6 separate regions of the Sus scrofa genome follow, and all the other regions are linked to region 1. A link is a contact called in public Hi-C and HiChIP or PLAC-seq data. All regions are on one chromosome and are shown on one strand. The core of a region is the stretch at or near the end of the contact, and the rest is flanking DNA. Distances in the headings are between cores, read along the strand shown.

The links. Hi-C and Micro-C count contacts between places; a contact is called where the count stands out from the background. HiChIP or PLAC-seq counts read pairs in DNA pulled down with a chosen protein or histone mark.
Region 2: a Hi-C map of skeletal muscle shows a contact between it and region 1, with 4 times the contacts expected there. The contact joins two enhancer-like sites. A contact is called at or near these places in 5 of 47 Hi-C or Micro-C datasets (embryonic fibroblasts, liver, skeletal muscle and 1 more) and 1 of 2 datasets of contacts at active chromatin or transcription factors (skeletal muscle).
Region 3: an H3K27ac HiChIP or PLAC-seq map of skeletal muscle shows a contact between it and region 1, with 9 times the contacts expected there. The contact joins two enhancer-like sites. A contact is called at or near these places in 1 of 47 Hi-C or Micro-C datasets (embryonic fibroblasts) and 1 of 2 datasets of contacts at active chromatin or transcription factors (skeletal muscle).
Region 4: a contact with region 1 is called in a Hi-C map of omental adipose tissue, with 1.7 times the contacts expected there. The contact joins two enhancer-like sites. A contact is called at or near these places in 8 of 47 Hi-C or Micro-C datasets (embryonic fibroblasts, fetal heart ventricle, heart right ventricle and 4 more) and 1 of 2 datasets of contacts at active chromatin or transcription factors (skeletal muscle).
Region 5: a Hi-C map of retroperitoneal adipose tissue shows a contact between it and region 1, with 5 times the contacts expected there. The contact joins two enhancer-like sites. A contact is called at or near these places in 1 of 5 promoter capture datasets (liver), 22 of 47 Hi-C or Micro-C datasets (alveolar macrophages, brain, embryonic fibroblasts and 13 more) and 2 of 2 datasets of contacts at active chromatin or transcription factors (alveolar macrophages and skeletal muscle).
Region 6: a contact with region 1 is called in a Hi-C map of skeletal muscle, with 14 times the contacts expected there. The contact joins two enhancer-like sites. A contact is called at or near these places in 1 of 5 promoter capture datasets (liver), 24 of 47 Hi-C or Micro-C datasets (adipose tissue, alveolar macrophages, blood and 15 more) and 2 of 2 datasets of contacts at active chromatin or transcription factors (alveolar macrophages and skeletal muscle).

What each region holds. Positions count from the first base shown.
Region 1 is chr9:48,665,540-48,669,476 of Sscrofa11.1, reverse strand. All of the region lies in intron 1 of LOC110255448 (a long non-coding RNA gene), which reads right to left. Among named protein-coding and RNA genes, the nearest start is that of SORL1, 230 kb to the right of the region's middle. Within about 2 kb of position 1,981, at least 58 of the 83 cell types and tissues checked have an H3K27ac peak or open chromatin away from gene starts, as enhancers often do. A contact at or near this core is called in adipose tissue, fetal liver, liver and 4 more, where this site is marked.
Region 2 is chr9:49,369,678-49,373,741 of Sscrofa11.1, reverse strand. All of the region lies in intron 1 of LOC102164776, which reads left to right. Among named protein-coding and RNA genes, the nearest start is that of MIR100, 210 kb to the right of the region's middle. Within about 2 kb of position 2,376, at least 9 of the 83 cell types and tissues checked have an H3K27ac peak or open chromatin away from gene starts, as enhancers often do. A contact at or near this core is called in skeletal muscle and subcutaneous adipose tissue, where this site is marked.
Region 3 is chr9:49,317,738-49,321,619 of Sscrofa11.1, reverse strand. The region is part of intron 1 of LOC102164776; the gene reads left to right. Among named protein-coding and RNA genes, the nearest start is that of MIR100, 160 kb to the right of the region's middle. Within about 2 kb of position 1,994, at least 17 of the 83 cell types and tissues checked have an H3K27ac peak or open chromatin away from gene starts, as enhancers often do. A contact at or near this core is called in skeletal muscle, where this site is marked.
Region 4 is chr9:49,291,554-49,295,380 of Sscrofa11.1, reverse strand. It overlaps LOC102164776, which reads left to right. Exons shown (of 5, transcript XM_021063017.1): 2 at 3,349-3,448. Among named protein-coding and RNA genes, the nearest start is that of MIR100, 140 kb to the right of the region's middle. Within about 2 kb of position 1,835, at least 14 of the 83 cell types and tissues checked have an H3K27ac peak or open chromatin away from gene starts, as enhancers often do. A contact at or near this core is called in omental adipose tissue, retroperitoneal adipose tissue and skeletal muscle, where this site is marked.
Region 5 is chr9:49,501,511-49,505,134 of Sscrofa11.1, reverse strand. All of the region lies in intron 1 of LOC102164776, which reads left to right. Among named protein-coding and RNA genes, the nearest start is that of UBASH3B, 130 kb to the left of the region's middle. Within about 2 kb of position 1,739, at least 2 of the 83 cell types and tissues checked have an H3K27ac peak or open chromatin away from gene starts, as enhancers often do. A contact at or near this core is called in retroperitoneal adipose tissue, where this site is marked.
Region 6 is chr9:49,216,817-49,220,442 of Sscrofa11.1, reverse strand. All of the region lies in intron 3 of LOC102164776, which reads left to right. Among named protein-coding and RNA genes, the nearest start is that of MIR100, 61 kb to the right of the region's middle. Within about 2 kb of position 1,367, at least 28 of the 83 cell types and tissues checked have an H3K27ac peak or open chromatin away from gene starts, as enhancers often do. A contact at or near this core is called in adipose tissue, fetal liver, liver and 2 more, where this site is marked.

The DNA.
Region 1 (3,937 bases), core at 732-3,231:
TGGGATAGAATCACAGTGATTTTTTTTTTAATTTCCATATGTACAGTACAATCACCTGGGGGAGACTAGGGATTCAAATTATGATGTCCATCTCCCACTCCATTTCCGTTCTGATTTCAACATCTGTGGGGTAGTGTCCAGACAATTCCTAAATAGCCAGGGCTGAGAATCCCTGGATCATAGAATCTCCAAAAGCTGATTCTCAGAAGGGAATAAAGGTAGTGTGGCAGTAGAGAGGAATACCAGAATTTCTCAACCACCCTTAAATATACAAAAACCTGGTAAAGCAGCATGCCATAGAAGTTCTCCTGTGGTAAGGGATCTGGGGTTGCCACAGCTGCAATGCAGACTGTAATGGCAGCCCTGGGTTCGATCCCTGGCCCGAAACTTCCACATGCAGGGAAAGTAGCCAAAAAAAGAAAGAAAAAACAGAAAAAAATATCATGAGTATCATGCTCACTTGTTGGGCTGATTTCCCCAAGCTGAGCAACTGCTGGGATCCAGGTGTGGCTCTGACCACTGACAATCAGCATCTCCCCAGCAATCTGTGCATTTTTCAAACTGAGAGAAAAATGACCAGCAGCTTGGACCCCTAAATATTCTGGAAGTGTTCAGCCAACTGTATGGAGGTCCCATCACCCCTCCTGGGTCTAATCCGGGCAGCGCAGTGGCCACTGGAGCAGGCAGGAGGGGAGCAGGGTCCCAACCACATCTAACAAGATGGCCGATCAGCCTGCCTGCCTGACGCCAGCACTAGCCACCAGCCCCCAACACGCAGGACATGAAGCATCTGCCAGGCGGGTGCCGGCTTTTGATCAGCAGCATGTCGAGCCAGAGACCTGCAGGGAAACGGCCAGCCTCCCGGGGCCGGCCGGCTGGAATCTCTCTGTCCCCTTGAGAGAGGGGCTTGAAGGATCTGAACAGATTTAAAAGTGGGGTGCAGGCAGAGGGACGGGGAGCGAATGAGGGCGGCTGTCTCCTAATACCAGGTTACTCCCTCTCCTCTAAGGAAAGCATGACACCCTTTCGGTTCCAGTGATTGGAGCAGGATTCCTTGGCTGCCTTAGCACATGGGGCTACTCTGCTCCTGAGATCTGAGAGTCCTTCAGCCTCTGCTGTAAAACCTGAGACCTCCAGAGCGGGTGCCTGGTTTCCCAGCTATCAAGGCACCAGGGTGTGGCAGTGACCAACTGCAGCAGGGCTGTTTACAAGACACTTGAGGCCCCTGGCCAGAAGCCTTCAGGACGTCCTGCGTTTTCTAACTGGGGCCTTCAGCTGATAGCTTTAGGAAACCCCCATCTGTGTCCTTAGCATGGAGGCTGGGGCTACCCGTCAAAGCCTTGTGTTAAAATACAGGCCCCTCCTCTCAGCCCCCTTCCTGAGCCACCAGGCCAAGTGCAAGCAGAGGTCCAGCCACAGGCAGATAGCATGTGTTTTGTGTCTCACAATAGCAGCTACGTGACTTGAAGGGCTCTTCTCTTAGAAAACCAAATGCCCACCAGTTTTGCTTATTTGCTCTAACCTTCAAAGAGCCCAGAGGTCCTTTCCTAGTTCAACAAATAAATCCAGTTCCATTCTAGCAGACTCTGACCCACAAGTTCTATTGTTACGCCTTCCCTGAATTTCCCCTGTTCCATCCCTCTCAGCACTTCAGCCCCAGGCAGCTAACCCTTCTTTCGTTTGGGGGATAAATCAAACTCTGGGGGTTTTTTTTGTGTGTGGGTTTTTTTTTTTTCCCCCTAATTCTTTCAAAGCGTAAGGAATGTTGACACCCCCTGAAACATGCCTCTGATGTCTGGTTAGACTTCAGACGGCTGTATTTGAACGCGTGCTGACGCAATCGGGCAGATTGGGTTAAACCAAATATTACAATTGCAAGAACTCATCTGGAACTAATAATTTTGAGGCCACCGAAAGTAAAAGGGCCCAGCTTTGGGGCGGCCAGCGGCAGAGGCCAGGCCAGGCCGATGCTGCCACCTGCCGTGGGCGCAGGGAACAGGGCGCGCCGCCCCGGCCTTCCTGTTTTGTTCAGAACGCACTGGCTCCCACGCACACACGTTCCGCAGCCAGCCAGACCAGGGTTATTTTAAAAAGCTAGCACCTCTCCCCAGCCCTCGGTGTAAAGATAGCTGGTCTGGCCGCCCTAGCTTTGCTCTGGGGGGAAAAAAAAAAAAAGACAACCTCCCAATTACAGAGCCAAGGCTGGCTACAAAGGCAGTTGCACTTGGAGCCGGATGAAACATGTGCCCTTGGATTGAACAGATCATGTGTTAGTGGCTCACTTAGGAGAAAGGCTCGTTCAAGGAAGAATTTTTATTTTGTGGGGGATGAAGAGAACGCACAACTCTGGGTTATGTCGGCACACTGCTGAACTGCAAGTCACATGCCAGATCCAGAAATGATGAAAACATCTGTTTTCGCTTTAGACCAGCAAGGCTCTGGCGGTGGGGAGGGGCGAGGGAGGGAAGGGCTGGGTTTGCTCACCAGCGCCATCTGCTGAGCCTGGTGTAGAAGCGCCTGCGTCCCAAGCACAATGCAGGTTGCCACTCACCCCAAGAGGAGGGGAGATCAACAGGTGGGGGGAGCGGGGGTCTCTGCCCCGGTGATCACTCGCCTTGGAGGATAGCCCTGATTTTGCCCTGGGGACTGTGCAATTCCGTATTGCCTCGGAGTGTTCACAACAAAGAGCTTTGTCCCTGGGGACTGCTCTGGGGCAGAGGAGGAGGAGGAGAGGGAGGCAGCAAATGAATTCCCAGGTTGAGAAGGAAGGAGGTAAAGGGGGAGGAGAGTAGCTCGTTGGTGGTTTGCAGACAGTAAAATTTGCTGTTCTTTCTGGCTGAAATCTACCAGAACAAAGAAACAGCACCGTGTCTCTCGGAAAATTCCCAGCTGCACTTCTCCCAGCCTTCCCTCTTGCCTGTTATGGTGGCTTTCACTCTGCATGTGTGAGAATGTTCCAATAGTCACAGAGATCATTCCCGACAGGCCAGGGTGGATTAAGCCTTGAACGTGAAATCCACCCAGCCTCCTATGAATGGAGGGCTGGGGGTGGGTTCTGAACAGGAGCCATCCTGACAGCCAAGCCACTGCCTTTTTTCAATGTTCAGCAAATATTTACTGCCTGCCTGCAAGGTGCCCGGCACTCACTCAGCACAACTATTTGTCATAAAGTTTTAAAAACAATACAAATATGTCAGAGGAAAATGTATGTTTAATGTCAAGTGATAATGACAGCTGTGAGTTTAGAAAGAGTGAGGGGATTCCAGACCCTCAATTGACCTTTTCTCAGTGTTTGGGTGCAATTCTGAGAAGTTTGAATCCCCCAATCATCCCTTGTGTAGTCTAATTCCCTAAATGGCTAGTTTCAGTCACCCTGCTTGAGCCTTGACCTCCATTTCTATAGTCTTAAATCCTTCTCTCCAGTTCCTGGGGAGCTCATTGCCAGAGGAAAACACTGTCAGGGGACCATCCAAACTGCATCCTATCACCCCAAATCTGAATTAGGTGGATCCTAAGCTCAACAGCCAGGCATGATCCCTGAGCAAGAAGCAAAATTCTGAGATATGAACAGAGCTTCCCAACAAAATACAGGTTGTGAGGGCTTAACCTACAGGAGAAAGAGCTTTGGTCAAATGAAAAGATCCAGGCTTGCTGATCTCACTAAGTCTCTTTACCTCCCTTACATGCATCTACTGAACACACCCTCAGCCCTCTGCTGCCTACTTTGGAGGTTCCCAAAAGAGGAAAGTCTGATAATATGACTGGAATCCATCTATCTGCTTCATTTTTTCCCACCTTACCTATAAACTCCCTAGTTCAGAGGGAAACCAAGTTTCTCCATTAGGGCTAAATCTTTCCCATTCTTCTGTTTTATCCCCCACCCCCACCCCCCCAAAAAAAAAATATAGAAAGAGCTGCCCTCTCTCTGGGTCTGGGA
Region 2 (4,064 bases), core at 1,127-3,626, 700 kb before region 1:
CCAGGGGGACTGCAGTTTAGGACTGGCACAAAGCTGGGACCATAACCAAGGGCAGAAAAAAATTCACCCCCATGTTCTGTTTGTCAAACTGACCTGCAGGTCACAACCTGAAAGTTTATGGATCGGTGAGGTCTTGTCTCTGCATAATAAGCATGTTTTCTGGACTTTGGCTGGAGCTGAATTCCTGACTTCTGAAAGAGGAGTGGGTGTGGACTTCCAGCAGGAATAGCCAGTGGGAAGGAAGTAATATTCATTAAGAGTGTCTCATGCAAGCAGTGCGGGGCTAAGCATGCTCAGTGTAAATTCTCCTGTAGCCTGTCAAGCTATGTTTGAACTCGTTCCAGAATACTGGATTTACTTTTTTTTTTTTTCTTTCCACGAGGAAGAATGCTCGATTAGACTGCATTTTGCCCTGCTTTTCTCTTTTTCTTCCCTTTCTTTCTCTCTTTCTCATTCTTTTCTCCCTGCCAGAAGATTGGAGACGATATTCTTTTGCGATCAATTCAGTAATACAGTGTCTTTGAGTGTTCACACGAGCATTTCAGTGGAGAAGAAAAGAAACTTTGCTACCTGGGAACAGAAGACTGCTTAGGTCAGTGAATGCTAATAAAGTCCTTAAGGACTTATGGAGCCAGGAGTTAACTTTTGTCAACTCTTAAGGTAATCTACAGCAAATTTAATTGCCTTTTCAACTAAGTGGATGTACATCAAATTTTTGTTTTCCACGCAGAAAGTATGTTTTTCATATATTGGAGTGATTTTCCAAACACAGGGAAAATATGTCTTTGGGTTAATTTGCATTTGAAAGAACCTCTCTTTGTATTAGAGGTTCTCTCTAGCTCTTACCACAAATTATGTGTTTTTCAAACAAATATTGTGGTGAGCTGATGTAGCCATAATGGTCTGAATGTGAATGTGTTCTGTGTTATATTAATTCTTGGCGTGGGTTGGTTTGGTGAAAGTTATTGCTTTTGTTGCTGCCAAAGATGAAAGAGAGTTTGTTTTCCGTTGCTGTTGTTTTTGGAACTTTTGGTGGGCTTTGGGGCTGCACTGTGAGCCCCTTCTGAGAGAGGAGAGCTGTCTTTTTCTATATTTAATGTGAGTTTTTTTTGCAAGGTTCAACTCTTATGCTGAGAAAGGGGCAAAGGGGCACAGATTTTATTTTAGAATCTGTGTAGGAGTGGACCTTTTCAAATGTAGTTTTGGAGGGAAATAGTATTTAGAAAGGCAGAAACACGGTTTGTAATGGAAGAATTAAATTAAGACCTTCTTGGTGAAAATCCGCGAATGCAAAAATATTGCATGCTGTATACTCATTGATTTAGTTTATATTAATAATTTTACTTGTTAATTCAAAAAAGTAGATCAGACTTTAAAGTGCTCTCTTTATAGTATTCATGGATGGCACCGAAAACTCAGACTAGCGAGATGCTGGGATCTCCGAGAAAGCAAGTTAGCAAAGGCGGCCCCTTGAAAACATCTGAGGACCGAGGTTATGAAACCACATGGCTTCATGTAGGAACAGTGCATCCTGGGCTAAAGCCGTTTAATTTTATTCAAGAATTTAAGAGTAAAAAGGGGGATTTATTTCTTTTCAAAAAAGAACAGCCAGGCAAGGATTATTGATCAGTGAGGGATTAAATATTTGCTGGAATACAAAGCATCACATATTATCAGTGTATAAATCAGACTGGTCAGATGTTCAGGGGATGTGAATGAAAACACCATAGTTTCATACGAAATCAAATGCATTAGCACCTCTGCTCTTCATTCTCCATCTTTGTGTCCCAGAAAGGGATGAGAGAGGTGGGATAGCCAGCATGTGAAAGAAGACTTGGCTGATGAGCTGACCTTGCTCTTTTAACTTCTGTCCATCTGTTCCTACTGGGCAGCTGAAGCAGCGAGCAAAGTGGGAGGGAAGAGACCTCAGGGGAGATGAGGAAGGAGCGGCCAGATCCCGCCAGGGCTATGATCTGCTAGCCATCCTCTGACTTAGACATAAGTAAAAGAGCTAAGCGGATGCATCTAAATCTACTTCCTTCTGCTCCCAGGGCTTTGATTTAGTACCATGGCTGCGATTCTGCACCTGCCTCTGATTTTCACAAGTAAAAGCTTCTCCGGTGCATAAATGGTGGTTCATTTGATATAGATTGATCCCCAAGGAGATAGCCCAAGTAATTCAGTCTTATTTTCGTTTTTCCTTTCTTCCCTAACATGTGGCGCAGATCTTGATGAGTTTAATTGAAACAACAAATCCTTTCTGTGATGGGAGAGCACAGTTCTCCATGAAAGCGTGTGTGTGTGTGTATGCATGCGCGTGTGAGCACATGCACACCACTTGCAGTCTGGGCTCTGGGACAGTGCTGCCTAGAAGGCTTTGCATGGCTGAGGGCATTTGTCTGGAGTCAGGGACCCCTTCCCTGTCCTAGCTCTGTCTATATCGTGAGGGGAGGTACACATTCTGGAGCATTCTGTAACTCTTTTCTCTGACTCCCCACCCCTTCCCAGCCTTGCTCTCCTTTCATGACCTCTGTCTTAAAGAATAGCCCTGAAACCTTTCGAGGCACAAAGAAAAACCAAAGCATACGTGTAGAGGCAGAGAACAAAGACGGGCCTCTGCATGTTCACATCTGGATAAAATTTAGACTGTGACAAGGGAAAGTGAGTGGGAGAAAAAGTCTGACATCACATTTTTAAAAATGCAAATAATTGACTTCTTAGAGGTTTTCTTTTCTCACATGCTCCGAGTGTTTTTGCATCCTGCCCACACCTTACCCATACGACACTTGGGGACAGCTAGTGTCGTATCCTTATTTCAGAGTGAAGGCCAGTGGCTTGTCCAAAGCAGTGACTAAGTTCGAACCAGCACACGGAGCCCTCAAGCTCCAGTCCAGGACTCTAGCTCTGCAACAGTAGGGATCATCTGGGGTCAGTTTCTGTATCTTGGACCCAGTTTCCCTGTTCACTTTGAGGTTTTGGGGCAGTGGCAGTTATTTTGTGCCATGATTTCCTCAAACTTAATTTGTTCCTGAATTGGAGAAGTCTCTGAAAGCTTTTCAGGGAACTTTATCTTTCCTTTTATCTTCCCTTCAGTGCTACCCATTAAAATAGATTAGACCAGTGTTGACATTTTCTTCTGACAAATGATGAACCTAAAAGGCTGAAGAACTTGTGGCCTAAGGTCGGAGAGGATGGGAGTTGCTCAGTTCAGGGTTTGAAATTGCAGACCGTGCTGAACCTATGTGGAGGCTCCTGGAGTAGGAAGGATAAATCAAGAAGAGTCCCATGATTCAGGAAGGTGAGAGTCGTGGCAGTGCCAGGAACTTCAAATACCGTTAATCTCATCGTGAAGGAGATCACTCAGCCTGGAGAAGTTAGGGGCTTCACCCACGTAGGGCGTTGGGGAGCTGGCTTCGAATCCTCATGTGTGCCTTACGGTGTAGTGACAAAGCCCATGGACTTTCCTGGGATTTTTTGTGTCTCTTTTTGCCCATATGGGGACACCTAGCACAGGGTTTTTGTGAGGATTATAGGAGATGATGCTTTGTGCAGAGTTTTGAACGGGGCACGCTCTTATTGTTGCTTGTGTTCTGCATCAGTCAGAGTAAGTGCCAGCTCTTCTTACTGGGATTCCCAGTCAGCTCTTAGCTCAACTCCCAGCTCCTTGGGATGGTTGTGTTGGTGAGTTAGCATCCCATGAGTAGCATCTCAGGTATATTTATTGAAAACTCAAAAACTGTGCTGAACGGTACAAGGGGCCGAGACAAAAGCAGGGGCCTCCTTGGTCTCTGTCCCAGGAGAGGCTGGTGGGAGGTCACCTGGGCAGATGTGTTTGAGAGAAGCAACGCTCATGAGTCATATCCAGTTATCTTGGGTGGCCTTCAAGTGCTGCCAGTAGGCCCCTTGCATGTGAGGAATCTATGAAACAGAACGGCTAGTCCGGGGTTATTCCTTTTGTGTTTCTTGGCCCTGTGAACAGCACTGACTGGGCTGTTGATGGTGATGGAGTATCTGGGCTCTGAAGCTCCTGGGCCTCCATGCGGCATCATGTTACCAAGATCCCC
Region 3 (3,882 bases), core at 745-3,244, 650 kb before region 1:
AGTGCCAGGGGAATTTGGCAAAAATGTGCTTGGGTCCTACTTGATGAGTGTTAACTAGACAAAAGACCAGAGGAAGGGAGGACATTGCAAAGACAGGATGGTGTGTACGGAGGAAAGCATTGCGAGGGGACATGAAGCACCTCCACATGACTGGAGCCCCGTGAGAGTCTGAGGAAGAGGGTAGCAGTCAGACTGCAGAGGGGCTGCATACCACGGTAAGGGCATACACCTTGGCCTTGAAAGCAGGGTAACGTCTCCTGATTTTGAACAATCAAAAAAATATCATGCTCTCTTATTATAGGAGAGTATTCTGGTGCTTATGTGGCTAAGGATAAGATGCCTGTATCCACCTGGAGGCAGGGTTGAGATTCCTATTACCATCTAGGCCGAGAAACTTTGGGTATGGATTAAAACCACAGCAGAGGCCTCGGGGAATGACCCAGGCTGGTGGGCTCTCCTGGGGATATTTGGGAGGATTAGTTTCTGGGTGTGGAGAGTTAATTTAGAAGGAGGAAGTGGGGTTGACTCCTAGGCTTCTGGCTTGGGTGGCAGAGTGGAGGGTTGGCCATCATGGTATCGCCATATAAGGTCATGCACGAGGGGAGAAAAATGGTGCTCATGATGGTTCTTTTTAGCCACGGTGAATTTTTATTTCCTGGACGTCACTGGGAGAAGTCTTGGGGGACTTGGAAAGTCTGTCTGGTGTTCTGGAGAGACTCCAGGGATGACAAAGAGAGTATGAGTGGGCAGTGTTGTTGCCAGAATTCAGCCTCTGTCCGCCAGTGCTGAATATAAACGTGGCGACAGAGTTTTGGGTGAAGGAGAGAAAGATAGCTTTATTGCTTTGCCAGGCAAAGGGGGCCACAGCAGGCTAATGCCTTAAAGATTGTGCCTCCCATTGGGAAGAATTGCAAGGAGTTTTATAGTAAAAAGGAGAAAAATGGGTTTTCAGATAGGTATCAGGATTGGACAAACACGCATTCTTCTTTCTTTGGGGGAATCTTAGTCGTCAAAGCTGGAATCAGGAGATCTTAGCATGATCATGGTGGTGGTTTTCTGGGTTATTGCCTAGAATAACAGTACTTGCAAGACGGGCGTATTGATGAGAGATTAGGACAGACTAGGAAAGTCCTGAAAAACATCACATGTTAATCAGCTTTAACCCACAGGCAATTGTGCTCAGGGTTCCTAATCTTTAGGTTATGGGTGGTTGTGTTTAGGGTGCAGTTAAGACAGGGAGAAGGATAAGGAAGGACTCAGCTGTTCTGTTTTAAAGTATTCATTTCTAAAAGACACACAGGATAAGATGCCTAAATTATTATTATTATTATTTTTATTTATTTATTTTTTTAGGGTCGCACCTGCGGCATATAAGCGGTTCCCAGGCTCTAGGGGTCGAATTGGAACTACAGCTGCTGGTCTGTGCCACAGCAATGCCAGATCCAAGCCAAGTCTGCAACCTACATCACAGCTCACAGCAATACTGGATCCTTAACCCACTGAGTGAGGCCAGGGTTTGAATCCGCAACCTCATGGTTCCTAGTCAAATTCGTTTCTGCTGCGCCATGATGGGAACTCCAAAATACCTATATTATTATGTGTATCCCTTGAGAGGGAACCAGGACCCCGCCCCAAGGCTGTGCTATTGTTTCTTGACTATTCCTCCTTTGTCTCTGCATTCCCTTCCTTCCCTGATCAGCAGCTGTTGGAACCTGTCCCTTGGAACGCAGGGAAAGTCATGGAGGCTGAATGCGGCCCATTTCCCAGGAACGAGAAATGGGGGACACAGAAAGGCATTGTGCCCAGGAGCCACAGAGGTCCCTGGTCGGTTACAGTGTCAGGACCGTGGGTGCAGGCTGAAGCTTCAGCTCTGGCACGGATGTCCCTGGGGAGAACAGGTGGTGAGAACTTGTTGGGCTCTGCCTGTGTTTGTGGAGACCAGGGAGTTTTCACTGCATGAATGATGATAATTGTTGGATGAAGCTCCTCTACGAATCACAGTTCCAGGCATTTCACTGGGTCTGCACATTTCTCAGAATGAGTCACCAGGAAGTGATGAGACAGCCTGAAATTGATCGAGGCCTCCTCCTCCCTCCTGGTCACTTTCTGCCATGTCACTGCTCTTCAGAGGCTAAGTCAAGTAAAGATGGAGAGAGGGAAGACGAGAGAGTCCACGGGGCTCCCTGTGAAAGACCTGCAGATTCCTAGGACTGGAGAGGAGCCCATGGAGCTGCGGGTTGTCAGGATGTGATTGTGTTATTTTGGAATGTATGTTGCCATTCCCAGCTGCTAGTGGGGATGGTGGAAAATTGACTGTCTTAATTATGGTCACTCTTCTTTTTTGTGTAAGCCGTGTTTTATACAATTTCATTGTTTTACTTAAAAAAAAATTTTAAAGACTTTTCCACCCTTCCTTGCAAGTTCCTTTCTCCAGAGTGCTGCTCCAGAGTAGCTCTGATATTTTTCTCAGAACTTCTCTTTTTCAGTTCAGAATTTTATCAGCAATTCTTATGCTAAGAGGGGTCAGGAGATGAGGCATTTCTCACGTTACCCTTGAAGCTACTCATGAATAATGGCCTATATCACCTCTATTGTCTGCCCCCAAACACGAGCAACCAGACAGAAAGGCAGAGGAGAAATTAAAGAGCCCTGAATGAGCCAGAGAGGCAGGCTAAGCTGGAGGTAGTGGGAAGAGGTGAAAAATGCCAAGTGGGGCAGATGGTTACACCGGGGGAAAGGTTCGAGTAGAGTAGCTACGCAGCAGGTAGAGAATAAGCCGGAGTCCCCGTTTTAAAGGCAAAGCAAGAACAACAGAAAAAGTATTGTGAAATCTTCACAGAGGGATGAAGGGCGTCGCTACTGAAGAGTGATGTGGCGAAAATAAATTAGGGCTCATTATTCCGGGCCAAGTGCATAATGGACTATGACATTCACAGGGCTTTTCAGCGCCCCTTCATACCCTTTCTGGTGATTTATGCTGTAGTTTCTGCTACACAGAGTGGGCGGGGGGTGGGGGATCCGTCTCTCAAAATACTTTCTTCCTTCATCAGTGAATTGATTTCCTTGAACTCTGACTGGGGTGGTAGGTTCGTGGGGCCTGAACAAGCTGGAGAAGGGACTAAGAAGGATGAGAGAGGTCCAAATAATTCCAAACCGGAGGCGGGAGCGGCTAGGAGGACTGTCCTGGGACCCACAGTGCAGTTTCCTGTGTGTGGGGAGGCTGCGTGGATGTTTCTGCTGCGTACAGGTGACACTGGGTGAGCGGTGCCGCCTCATAACTTGGAAGCATCACACCTACCAACCAGCAAACTCGTCCAGGACTCGAGAGAGAAAATGTTAAAAAGGAAGCCTGGGTGGGGCTCCAGTGCCGGGCCGGTTGAAGCATTTTGAAGTGAGACGAGGCAACGAAGCACACACCGACCAAGGAGGTCAGAGTGTGACAAGGGTCTGGGAGAGGGCACACCGTGCTGCCAGGCGAGAGCCCCGAGCCCTTTGTGCTGGGGCTGAGTCTGGGGAGTGGTGGATGCTCCATGCACCCAGGAGGCTCAGACCTCCCTGTGCTGGGGCCTCGCTGCTGCTGGGCCCTGTGAGATGACTGGCTTGGGGGCAGGGGTCTGGCCTTTTGTTTCCACAGCTTCTGAGCAGTGATGTCAGATTTGATAGGCTCCTGGCACCCTCAGAGAGGCAGGCATCATGGTCCTGTGTTTCTTATGAAAACTTGTTAGGAGCCAGGAGCAAGGAGCCCTTTGATCCTAACTGGGAGCCAGAGCTGAGACTTCTGAATGAGGATAATACTGAAATCCCAGTAAAGTCTCTGCAGCCCTCCCCGCCTTCCTTCAAAGCTTACCTCATGCAGTAGCTCCAGGAAGAGGGTAAAATCGC
Region 4 (3,827 bases), core at 586-3,085, 630 kb before region 1:
CTCAGCTTGAATTGCGAGTATTCAGCGAAACCCCACCTCAACCACTTGGCGGTGATGAGCCCCATCTTCTCACCTCCTCCCTGGCAGCCTGTCCTCCAGGCTCAGCTCTGCTCTGGTTGGCTGTGCTTTACCTCCATTCTCGACAAGGACCATTAATCAGTCTCCCTCTCTATCTACTTATCTCATCCTACCTCTCCAGTTACACTCCTTTGATTTTTTTATGTGCCATTTTTTTCTTTCTGAATTTTTTTTTTTTTTTTTTAGGGTGGCACATGGAAGTTCCCAGGCTAGGGATTGAATTGGAACTGTAGCTGCCGGCCTACAGCACAGCCACAGCAACTCGGGATCCAAGCTGCGTCTGTGACCTCTACCATAGCTCATGGCAATGCCAGACCCTTAACCCACAGAGTGGGGCCAGGGATCAAACCTGTGTCCTCAAGGAATAGTAGTTGGATTTGTTACTGCTGAGCCATGACAGGATCTCCACTTTTTATTTATTTGCTTGTTTTCCACAATTTATTTTTTAATTAACATACAGTGAAGCTTGTACTTGCTTGTATAGTTCTGTGAATTTTATCATGGAATCATCACCCAAATAGGATATACAGCGGGGACATCAACTCCAAAAAATTCTTCCATGCTGTTTCCTTTGCAGTCATCCCCTGTCCTCATCCCCAATCCCTGGCAATGCTGAGGCCTTGAATATGTCATGCAAATGGAATCAGGCAAATGGAACTTCTTGAGAAGGGCTTCTTTCACTCATGTGATACCTTTGAAGTTCATCCGTTTTGTTGTATGTATCCATAATCTGTCCTTCTGTAGTTGCTGAGTGATCTTCCAATGTGTGGATGGTTTAATCCCTTTGCTAGTAGAAGGACCTTTGGATTGTTCCCAGTTCGGGGTGGTTGTGAATACAAATGCTTTAAATATCCACAAACAGGTGTTTGTATACACATAAATTTTCTCTAGGCTAAATACTGACAAGTCCTAGTGCTGGGTTGACTTTCTTTTTTCAATGGAGGAGGTCAGTATTTATTTTTAAAATGTTATTGGCATGTAGTTGCCTTACAATGTTGTGTTAGTGTCAGGTGTACAGCAAAGTGGTTCGGTTATTCCATGTGCATATATCCATTCTTGGATTCTTTGCCCGTATAGTTTAATACAGAATATTGAGTAGAGTTCCCTGTGCTATACAGTGGGTCCTTCTTGGTTATCTGTTCTATATTTAGTAGTGTGTATATGTTAATCCCAAACTCCTAGTTTATTCCCCCCCCCCACATTTCCCCTTTGGAACTAGGTTGCCCCTCCCCTTGAATTTTTTTCACTGGACCCCCTTCCCCAGAGAAAGCCCATCTCTCAGTGTGTTACTGGCTCCCATCTCTCCCATCCCACCGCCCTCCTCTTTCTGGCTCAGAGCTCCCAGAACATAGTAAAACTGGAGCCCATTTTGATTAGTCCAAATCTTTCAGCTCTGACTTGGCGGTGATTTGGGTTATTGCACCAGTATTGTAGTACCCTCTGCTGGCTGATTCACAAAGCTGGCTGTATGCCTGGGCTCGGAGAGGAATTGTAGCCACAGTGGGAATGAGAAAAATAATTGGGGAGGGACATGTAGTCGTGGTGAACTGACATTGTAGTGACGGCCCGGCAGGGACTCTGCCTGTATTTGATGCTACACATATAGATAAATGCTGTAATATTTTGGTGGAACCCTACAATATTGTGCTTGTCTTCTCAATTGTGGGCAAAGATGGGCTGTCTGGAAAGCTGGACTCAGCCTGGAGGCTGTTACCCAGATTGCTATTTTGTGAAGACATCCGCGTACAAGTGACTCAGATCCAAACATTCAGAAATGCTCTTGGAGGGCCATCTGGTTCTTGCTGGTTCTAAAAGCCTCATTCAGCCTGGAGGATGGATCCAGGACAAAAGACAGTGAGGGCTCTTCAATGAGGTTTAAATCCATTCCACGGACCGATAGAGAAGCTGTGTTGTAGTGTATAGTTTTGTTTTGTTTTGTTTTTCCTCCCAGCCACTGCAGCGCCTTATAGAAGTTCCCAGGCTGGGTATTGAACTCATGCCACAGCAGCGACGGCGAGAAGCTTCCTTTTTTACAGTTTTTTATTTTTTGGCTTTTTAGGGCATATGGAAGTTCCCAGGCCAGCGGTCGAATTGGACCTGCAGTGCTGGCCTACGCTACAGCCACAGCATCGTAGTATCTGAGCCACGTCGGCAGCCTACGCCACAGCTCACGGCAACACCAGATTGAGGCCAGGGATCGAACCCACAACACTGATTGAGGCCAGGGATCGAACCCACATCCTCATGGATACTAGTCAGATTTGTTTTCGCTGCACCACAACAGGAACTCTGAAGCTGTCTTTTAAAAATAGCTGATGCTGCTCCTTCAAGAGCGGGCGGAGGATGCCTTCCTTTCAGAGGTCAGTGGAGATCTGTTAAATATTTAATTGATGATCACACAGTTGCCTGGAGGCTTTGAAACACACACACACATTTATACACACACACAAAAACACAAGTTTGTATCAAGGAACATGTGTCCATTTGTTTGGGTGTCTGAGACAGGCTGGGAATTAGGCTGACCCAGCCTGTCAGGCAGGGAGGTGTATCCGAGCCCCGGGATCCTCGTGATGTGTCATATTTAATCTGTGAAGACAGCGCTGCCAGCCTTGCAGGTTGGATAGTGGGGCTGATGGGTCTGCCATTCGCACTCTCTGGCTGCTTGCCTTTCTGAGCAGAGGTATGGCTGCATGTTCTGTAGCCAAGGAACAGAGAGTCTCCTTTGGGGGAGGCAAGCAGGCTTGGAAAGGGAGGGAATCCCATGCCTTCAGCCTCAGCTTTGGGCCCCAGCCAAGTCCAGGCAGAGACTGGGCATCTAGGGAGAAGGATGCTGGGTACCAGGGAACACGTGTTTGGGGCAAAATTCACTGCATGGCGCTTGCTTCTTAGTTAACCTTCTGTTTCTCTGAGCTTTACCTTTCTCACCTGAAGGTGGTGTGAGGGGCATTCTTGTGCTTCCTCTAGTTCATCCAGGCAAAACCACAATATATCTTCTATTCTGAGAGTGTAATTCATGCCTAATGCTTTCTCACTCTCGAACATGTCAAGTTAGCAGACACAGGGATTGCGTCTTATTTCTGTACATTCCCAGCTCAGCCCTGCTCTGAGCCTGAAGAAGACAGAAAGGAAGCTTGCTAAGTGCTGTGGGTAGAGGTGTGGCTTTTTAAGGGCACCCCAGAGTTTCATGAAATTTATAAATGGTGGGACTTTGGGGAGATTCTTTCACCTTCGCCTCAGGTAATGTGTCTTTCCTTTTTTCCCCCCTCTCAGCGAAGATGCTGGTGTTCCCCATCCTGCTGTTCTCACTTCTCCAGGACCGAGGCCCCGTGGAGGGAACCAAGATCCTAGACCATCCCTTAGACATGAACTGGTAAGTCCTCACCAGCAAGTTGAATAGTTTGTTTCTAAGATGTACTACAGATCCCTAGAAAGATCACCCCCGTCTGAAGGCACAAAACACAACCTCTTAAGGGTCAAAAGCAGAAGATAACGATGGAGAAGTTTTTAGCATGTCCTAATGTCTCTTCCGTGACGATGGTGCTGAAAATGATGTCTATTAATGGAGAAATTTCACCTGAGCCGTTTTATAAACCTCTGCTGGAGCTTAGGGTCTGCGAGAAAAACCGGCAAGGGCTGCGCAGTTGACCAGCTTTCTTGAACACGGCCTCCCGCTTGCTTCTCTCAGTGTTCCGTCCTTGCCCAGAATCTTCACAGTCCTCCGTGCGCTTTCTCTAGGGCCTTCCCCGAGC
Region 5 (3,624 bases), core at 490-2,989, 840 kb before region 1:
TGTATAAATGATAAAATATTTGTCTTTCTGACTTGATGATCTCTAGGTCTGTCCATGTTGCTACACATGGCATTATTTCACTCTTTTTTATGGTTGTGTAATATTCCTGTGTGTGTATAATCGTACCTTCTTTATCTGTTTCTTTGGACATTTGGGTGGCTTCTGTGTCTTGACTGTTGTAAATAGTACTGCTATAAACATTGGGGTGTATGAATCTTTTCAGATTATAGTTTTGTCCAGATGTATGCCAGGAGTGAGATTGCTGGATCATATGGTAACTCTATCCTTAGTTTCCTGAGGAACCTCCCTACTGTTTTCCATAGTGGCTGCACCAGTTTATACTCTTCCAAGCAGTGGAGGAAGGTACCTTTTTCACACCCTCTCCAACATTAGTTATTTGTAGACATGTTAATGATGGCCATTCTGACTGGTACCAGGTGATACCCCATTGTAGTTTTGATGTGCAAATGCAGCTCTCTTTCCATGACACTGGAATTACACTCCTAGTTAAGTCTTGGATGATGGGAAGATGTGGTAGCACAGACTGGTTAGCAATAGAAGTCACAGGTCGTGCAGCACAACATTTTATTTTTGGAGATTAGGAAATTTCAACCCAGAAAGGTTAAGCTCTGGGATGAAAAGTGTTGTCTTCCTAAATTAGGATTCCCAGATTTAGCCAATAAAAATAGAGTACTCCTCGTGTTGATGGGATATACTTATGCTAAAAAACCCATTTGCTCTTTATCTGAAATTCAAGTTTAACTGGACTTCCTGTGTTTTATCTGGCAACTCTATCCTGAGACCAAAGAGGGAAAGCTAAACTTGCTGTTCTTTTTGGATGTCTTTTAAAATATTATTTTGGAAATCAAAATATTTAGAAAAGAGCCCCCTAAGAACACTAAAGCAGACTTTCTATGGCTTTTCCTGGCTTTGCCAACCACAGCCTCCCCAAACTGAGCTTGCCCCACAACATTGCCTGATGGGTTCACTTTAAAGGACATCCTAAGAAAAACAATTACAAAGCGGTTTGAAAACACAAAGGGCTTCAGGACAATTATGAAAGAAACCAGCCCTGTTAATCATACCAACTACTCAAGGGAAACCAAATCATGGAAAGAAATCCCCGAGGAGCATTGAGTAGAATACCCTTCCTATGTACACCTTTAATCAAGATTCAAAAGGAAGACAGCTTGTTCCCTTTGGAAACTATTATGTAATGAAATCAACCCTGCTTTGTACTCGCAGACTAATTACTGGATTTATTCTTTTTAGTTTACTTCTAGGTGTTTGGATATTTCTCGTTGATAGGCTTTATGTGACTAAAACAACAATGATAAATAACAATAATGATTTGACCTGACCGGGTGTGAGAATGGTGATTTTAGAACCAGTATTAAATATGGAGTTTCATGCTTAAGTATACTGGTATTTAAGTATCAAGAGACTTTTCTGATGTCTATTGTGTGTAATAGTATAGGTCCAAGGCTCGTAATAATAAAGCCGTGTCTATATGGTGACCCTCTGTCATTCTGTAAAGAAAAAATTGTTGGTTCTTAAAGCTGCCTGGTGATAGGGTGGGCACTAGTGCATGTTGTTTCACCTTATACAGCACAAACATTGACAAATGGCCTTTTTTGATTTCCGTGTCAGCGCTGTCTTTTCTCTTTTACCACCTTTTGGATTCACTCACCCTTTGTGCTTCCCTCTCATCACTCGTTATTTCCACCAACATTTATTGAGCACCACCTGGGAAGTGCAAACTATGTTAAGGGGAACAGGTGAAAGCAGCAGTCCTGTCCTCAACACGCTTGTTTACAGGTTTAAGGAGGGAGAAGGATCTGTAAACAGGCTGAGCAGACCAGACGTGAAAGCACAGAGAAGGCCAGTCATTCTTCCTGGGGAAGATGGAAAAGAGGGGAAACCTCAGGTCAAGCCAGAGAACAATATTTACAAGGCAGAGGCTTGCAGAAGCACCTAACAGATTTTGTGAATGACAAGTTTATGATGGATTGGAGGAAACTGAGATTGGGTAGTTGGCTGGGATCCTTGTCAAAAAGGCCATCCTACATAAAATGGGGGGATTTGGATTTAGTAGGAAATCATTGGAACTCTTGAGCAGGAGAGTGACATCAGCAGATGGACTTTAAGGAAAACAACCATGAGAAAGGCATCTGGGATAAATGGCAGTGAGAGAAGATTAAGCAGAGAGGCCAGTTAGGATGTCATGGCATCCAAAGTGGTGATTTGGGACTGGTGGAAAGCTTGGGCTGCAGGACGGAAAGGAGATGAGATGCCTACTGGTTGTATTCCATTTTTATCTTTTTGGCCATGCCCAGGGCATGCTGATGTTCTGGGCCAGGCCACAGCAGTGACAATGCCAGACCCTTAACCACTAGGCTGCCAGGGAACTCCTATTTTTATCCTTTTATTTCTTCCTATTTTCTCATTTTCAAGTCCTGCAAACTCAAAGTAGGGGTTGAGTAGGATGATACAGGTGTGCTCCAGTAGGAGGTTTCATTTGGAGACCAAAGTTGGGAAAAGTCTGAAGAGCTCTCAAGGAATGCAGTTAGAATAGTTCTGGAAATGTTAGTCCAAGCCTAACACTTTAGTTATTTTTATTAATGGTTCAAAGATGGAAACCTTGATTAAATTTGCAAATGGTAGAGAATTGAATAAAATAGTTAATACACTGGAAAAAATCAAAATTCCAAGTGCATATCTAAAATACTCAGATCAGCTATATCTGAGAAGATGAAATTTAATAGGGGTGCATGTAAAATTCTGAAATTGGATCTAAAAAGCAGTGCATAATTGCAGAATAGGGAAAATCCTAGTTTGCTAGTATGGGGAGTTTGAGGTGACAATATTGGTATGGTGTCCCGCCTCTCGAAATAAGTCACTTATTATGCTGTTTCAATAGATGTATGATAACTAGGGTAATAGCTGCTGTTTAAAAAACAAAAAACCTTCTAAATCCAAATCCCAGTGGCTTAACGTAATTGAATCTAACTCATTCGGCCAGTCAGATAGCTACATTTTGTGTTCTCCTCCACGGTGGAAACCCAGGTGCTGGGTTCCTTCCATGTGGTGGATACCATAGTTCTCCAAGCCTTGTCCTCATTGACATTTGCATCTTGCTTGAAGAGTGGAGAGGGGACCTCTGCTTCATAAAAACCTTGGCCCAAAGTTAACACATCATTTCCCCTCACATTTAATCATGGAGGGAGAGTTGGTTGGACAGTTGCTTCACAGTGACACATCAATGTTATAAAAGTAGGAAGACCTATATTGTTGACCTATTTACCATCCATGCCCCTTAGAGCATCCAGATATTCTCAGCTTTGGCCAGTGCCTAGTTTGTGGATTATTGTTCATTGAGAGCACTCCATTTTAGGAGGAAAAAGTGGTAAAATATATTTGGAAGCAATAGCAGAGACAGTGGAAAGATCTGTGACTGTTTACTCCAGAAAAGAGAAGGCCTTGGAGGGGCTCAGTGGTTATCTTCAGCTATTGGAAATCATCTTAAATATTAGTTAGGCCAGGGTTCAGTTTTTAGGCTTCTCCTTTCTCAGGTTGTGTTCTATACCAGACGGATCTCTCATATTCTTAAGGTAATTATTAGAT
Region 6 (3,626 bases), core at 118-2,617, 550 kb before region 1:
CCACAAAATGAAGAAGACTGGAGTTGAGGAAGGACATTCCAGGCTAAACAGAGCAAGTCCTAAGGCACAGAGGGTGAAACAACGCTATCTGCCTCCTCCTTCTGGAGTATATATACTCTGAGACTTTCTGCTGTTGAGACATCTGTGGTGTGAACCCTATTCCATTGCAGGCAGTAGATTGTAGGACAGACCCCAGACTCATTTACTAGTTGAGCAGACCCTGCTTTTTGCAGAAGGTGGAGAACAAATATGTCAAATGTTTTGCTTTTCAAGCAGTGCACAATTTTGCATATATGTATATGCACGTAAGTAAACACAGAGAATTGATTTATAAAACATCAGCCCTTAAGCATCTCGGATTGCTTCCCCACAAGAGAAGTAACGAAAGTAAACCAAATGGAAAAATAAGTAAAATTCCTTGCATTCCCTAAGTCTTATCCCTGAGCCAGCCCACACTGCTTCAGTAGAGGAGGTAAACTCTCTATGGCGAGTCTCAGCAGTTCACTGCTTTTGAATGTTATCTCTCAGAGGAGAGAGATTGTCCTATAGCCTCTGTGTGACACTTTTATCCCCTGCTTAGAATTTCCTGATTAAAGTTCTTCAAGTTATGCCACTGCATAAAATAAATAAGTAGAACCATGCTTTCTGCCCTTTGCGGCAGAGAAACTGAGGAGCCTGGGGTGTATGTGGGAGGGTATGTGTTTTGGAGGCAAGCTTACCCCGAGATAAGAACATCAAGAAGGTGGCTTCATCTGGCAGCTTTCAGTGGAGATAAATTTCTTTTTTGTGTGTCTTGTTTAAAAATGTTGCTTTCCAGAGCTCCACTGACAAGATTAAGTGGGGTTTTGTTCTTGTTTTGTTTTGGTGGTGGTGGCGGTGGTGGTGGTGGAGGTGGAGGTTTATTTGGGGACTTACACTTTACCCGTCAGCCGTCCATAGGTCAGAGTCTTTGAGCTCTAGGAGTGTTTATCTTGCCCTTTAAGTGAATACTAGATGTTGTTTTTCTTTTTCTTTGCATCATGCTTCCTGCAAGTACTGACCATTCAAGGATTTTACTCAGACCTATGAGGACCTATCTTGGTTTTTCTTTAGCAGAGACATGTCCATATCTGGCTGTGTGTGTCACCTGGGCAATATGCCATGTTGGGCACCATGTGGAGAGACCAGTCGGTCCCCTTTGCCTTTCTTGGCCCTAGTGCCTCTCTCTGAGGCGGAATCAATCCTTCATTTTCCTTGGGCCCCACAGAGGGTTGGCTTCTGCTCTCCTGCGCCACCTGCTGTAACCAGCTCCAAATGCACCCTTCCCAGGCTCCAGCCCCAGGCTCCCAGGAGGAGCCAGAGCCAAAACCTCAGACGAAGCAGATGTCATTTAGGCTGCCAGATTTCTGCCCCGGTCTTATCTGCGCTGCCTCCACTGGCTCACCCGATCAGAATCCCAAGTGTCCCCAGATGACATTGCCTCAAGTCACGCAGACCCTGAGCTCCTTGGCCAGAGAGGGGAGGCTGCCAGTTTGGGGGCTGGTGACCAGGGGCTCCTGCCAGCTTTCTGCATATGTGGTCAGTGGAGGCCAGCCTCTGCCCAGCAACAAAAACGCAGATGGACTTCTGTCACAATGTCAACATACCCAGGGCACTGATCCTTCCATGGGCTCTCCCACGTGTTCCCAACATGTTCCCTGATTGGGCCACTAGTTTTCTCCCAAGCTACTCAGGAAGTGTAAAATGTGTTGTGCTTTTTAGCACTCTGGACTTTTTTACATTCTCCCCAAATGGAGTGATTCTTCTGATGGAGGCACCGCAAATAAAGGAAAATGCTGCTTTTTCTTAGTTAGATGAAGTACCCCTGTTTATTCCCTATTCTAGGTTAGAGATCTCTGGATGGCCTGGGATTTTGGCATCTGTTTATTCTCTGTCAGCACAGTCTGGCACGGAGTAGGTGCTGCACGGCAGCTTATTGAATGCATACATTCTCTCTGGCCAAAATCCTTCTTGAAAGTCCTTTTCTAGTCATCTGTTAAAAATTAAAATGGTCAGATTTGGGGTTCTGATAGTTCATACCTGATTTAAGCCTGAAAAAATGAAGGCTGACTTGGTAGAAAGAAATGAGTGATAGCAGTGATTTTTTTTTTTTTTAAGGCTGTACTTGTGATATATGAGTGTTCCCAGGCCTAGGGGTCGAATCAGAGGTACAGCCGCCAACCTACGCCACAGCAACACAGGATCCGAGGGACCTACACCACAGCTTACTGTAATGCCAGATCCCCAACCCACTGAGTGAGGCCAGGGATCAAACCCGTATCCTCATGGATACTAGTCGGATTCGTTTCTGCTGTGCCACAGTAGGAACTCCCATCAGTGATTTCTGAGGGTGCTCTGATAAGAATGAAGACAGTTACCAGTTGTTATTGCATGAGGTTGAAAGAAATAATGTCTGCATGTGGGATCAGATACGAGTTAGAACTTCCTGAGTGCAAAGGTTACAGGAGACTCTTATAAATGACACATGGGGGTTTATGCCAGCAACTTCTCCAATGATAGGTACACATCCATTTAGTTCAGCAAATCTTTACTCTCCTCCTCCATTGCACCAACCCCGCACTAGAAGCTGGAGTTTAAAAGACTGATAAAGTACGTGCCTGACCACAAAGAAGACTTGAGACAAATGACATTGAACAAACTTCAATGTCATGTCCCAAGCGCTAAGAGAGAGACGTGCCTGGGGCATTGTGGGAACATGATGAAGAGGCACAGACTCCAGCTGTGTAGTCAGAGAGGGCTTCCTGGAGGAGATGGTACATGGACTGAGGTGAGAAATGTCTCAGTGAATAAAATGGAGTCACTGCAGGTCAGGAAAAGTGAACAGCTAGACTAATTGATGTAGAAACCCTTTCAGACCATAGAAATTTCATTCAGCCCTTTTGAGTTGAGTCATCTGAAAAATATTGTCCTGCAGGACGTGTGTTACAATCTTGGTGGCAAAAAGGGGCTCCATTTTCTCATTTTCTGTTCCATGTTTGATCTGACACGTCATCGGGATAGCATTTCATCATTTGAGGAGGAAAAAGGTAAAGGAGGGGACTTATTTTCTTCTGCATCCAAGGGTCATGGGCCCGTGAGCAGCCTGCTCCAAAATTCAGCACACTGCAGAGCGAGCATGGCCTCGATGCATCAAACTTGACATATTTGGGGGCTGTCCGTGGGGACTCTAGACCGGGCATTCTCTGTACCATCCAGGAGGCCCCAGCGAGGAAGGCTGGGGCCGGCCTGCCTGCCTGCCTGCTCAGGGAGAATGAACTGCTACCTGGAAACGCTCACAACAGCTGCTCTTTGAATTCCGGCAGATTGTTTTACCAGGCTCCATTGTACAGGTGGGAAAGCCAAGGCTGAAGAACACGGAGCAGCTTCCTAGGTCCTGAGGAATAAAGGGTGGTAACCGTGGGTTAATTTGACTTCTTTTCAGTGCCACAGCAAGTACATACCCAGGGTGGGAACCTCTCAGAGGCGGTTTTCCCAGAAGTGCTTTTGAAATGGCAAGCCAGTTAGCAATGATCTGTTTCCACTGGATACCCTGCTTCTGGGGCTGGCATCAGGGGGGGTGGGGGTGGGGGGTGCCCAGCCTCCTCCGG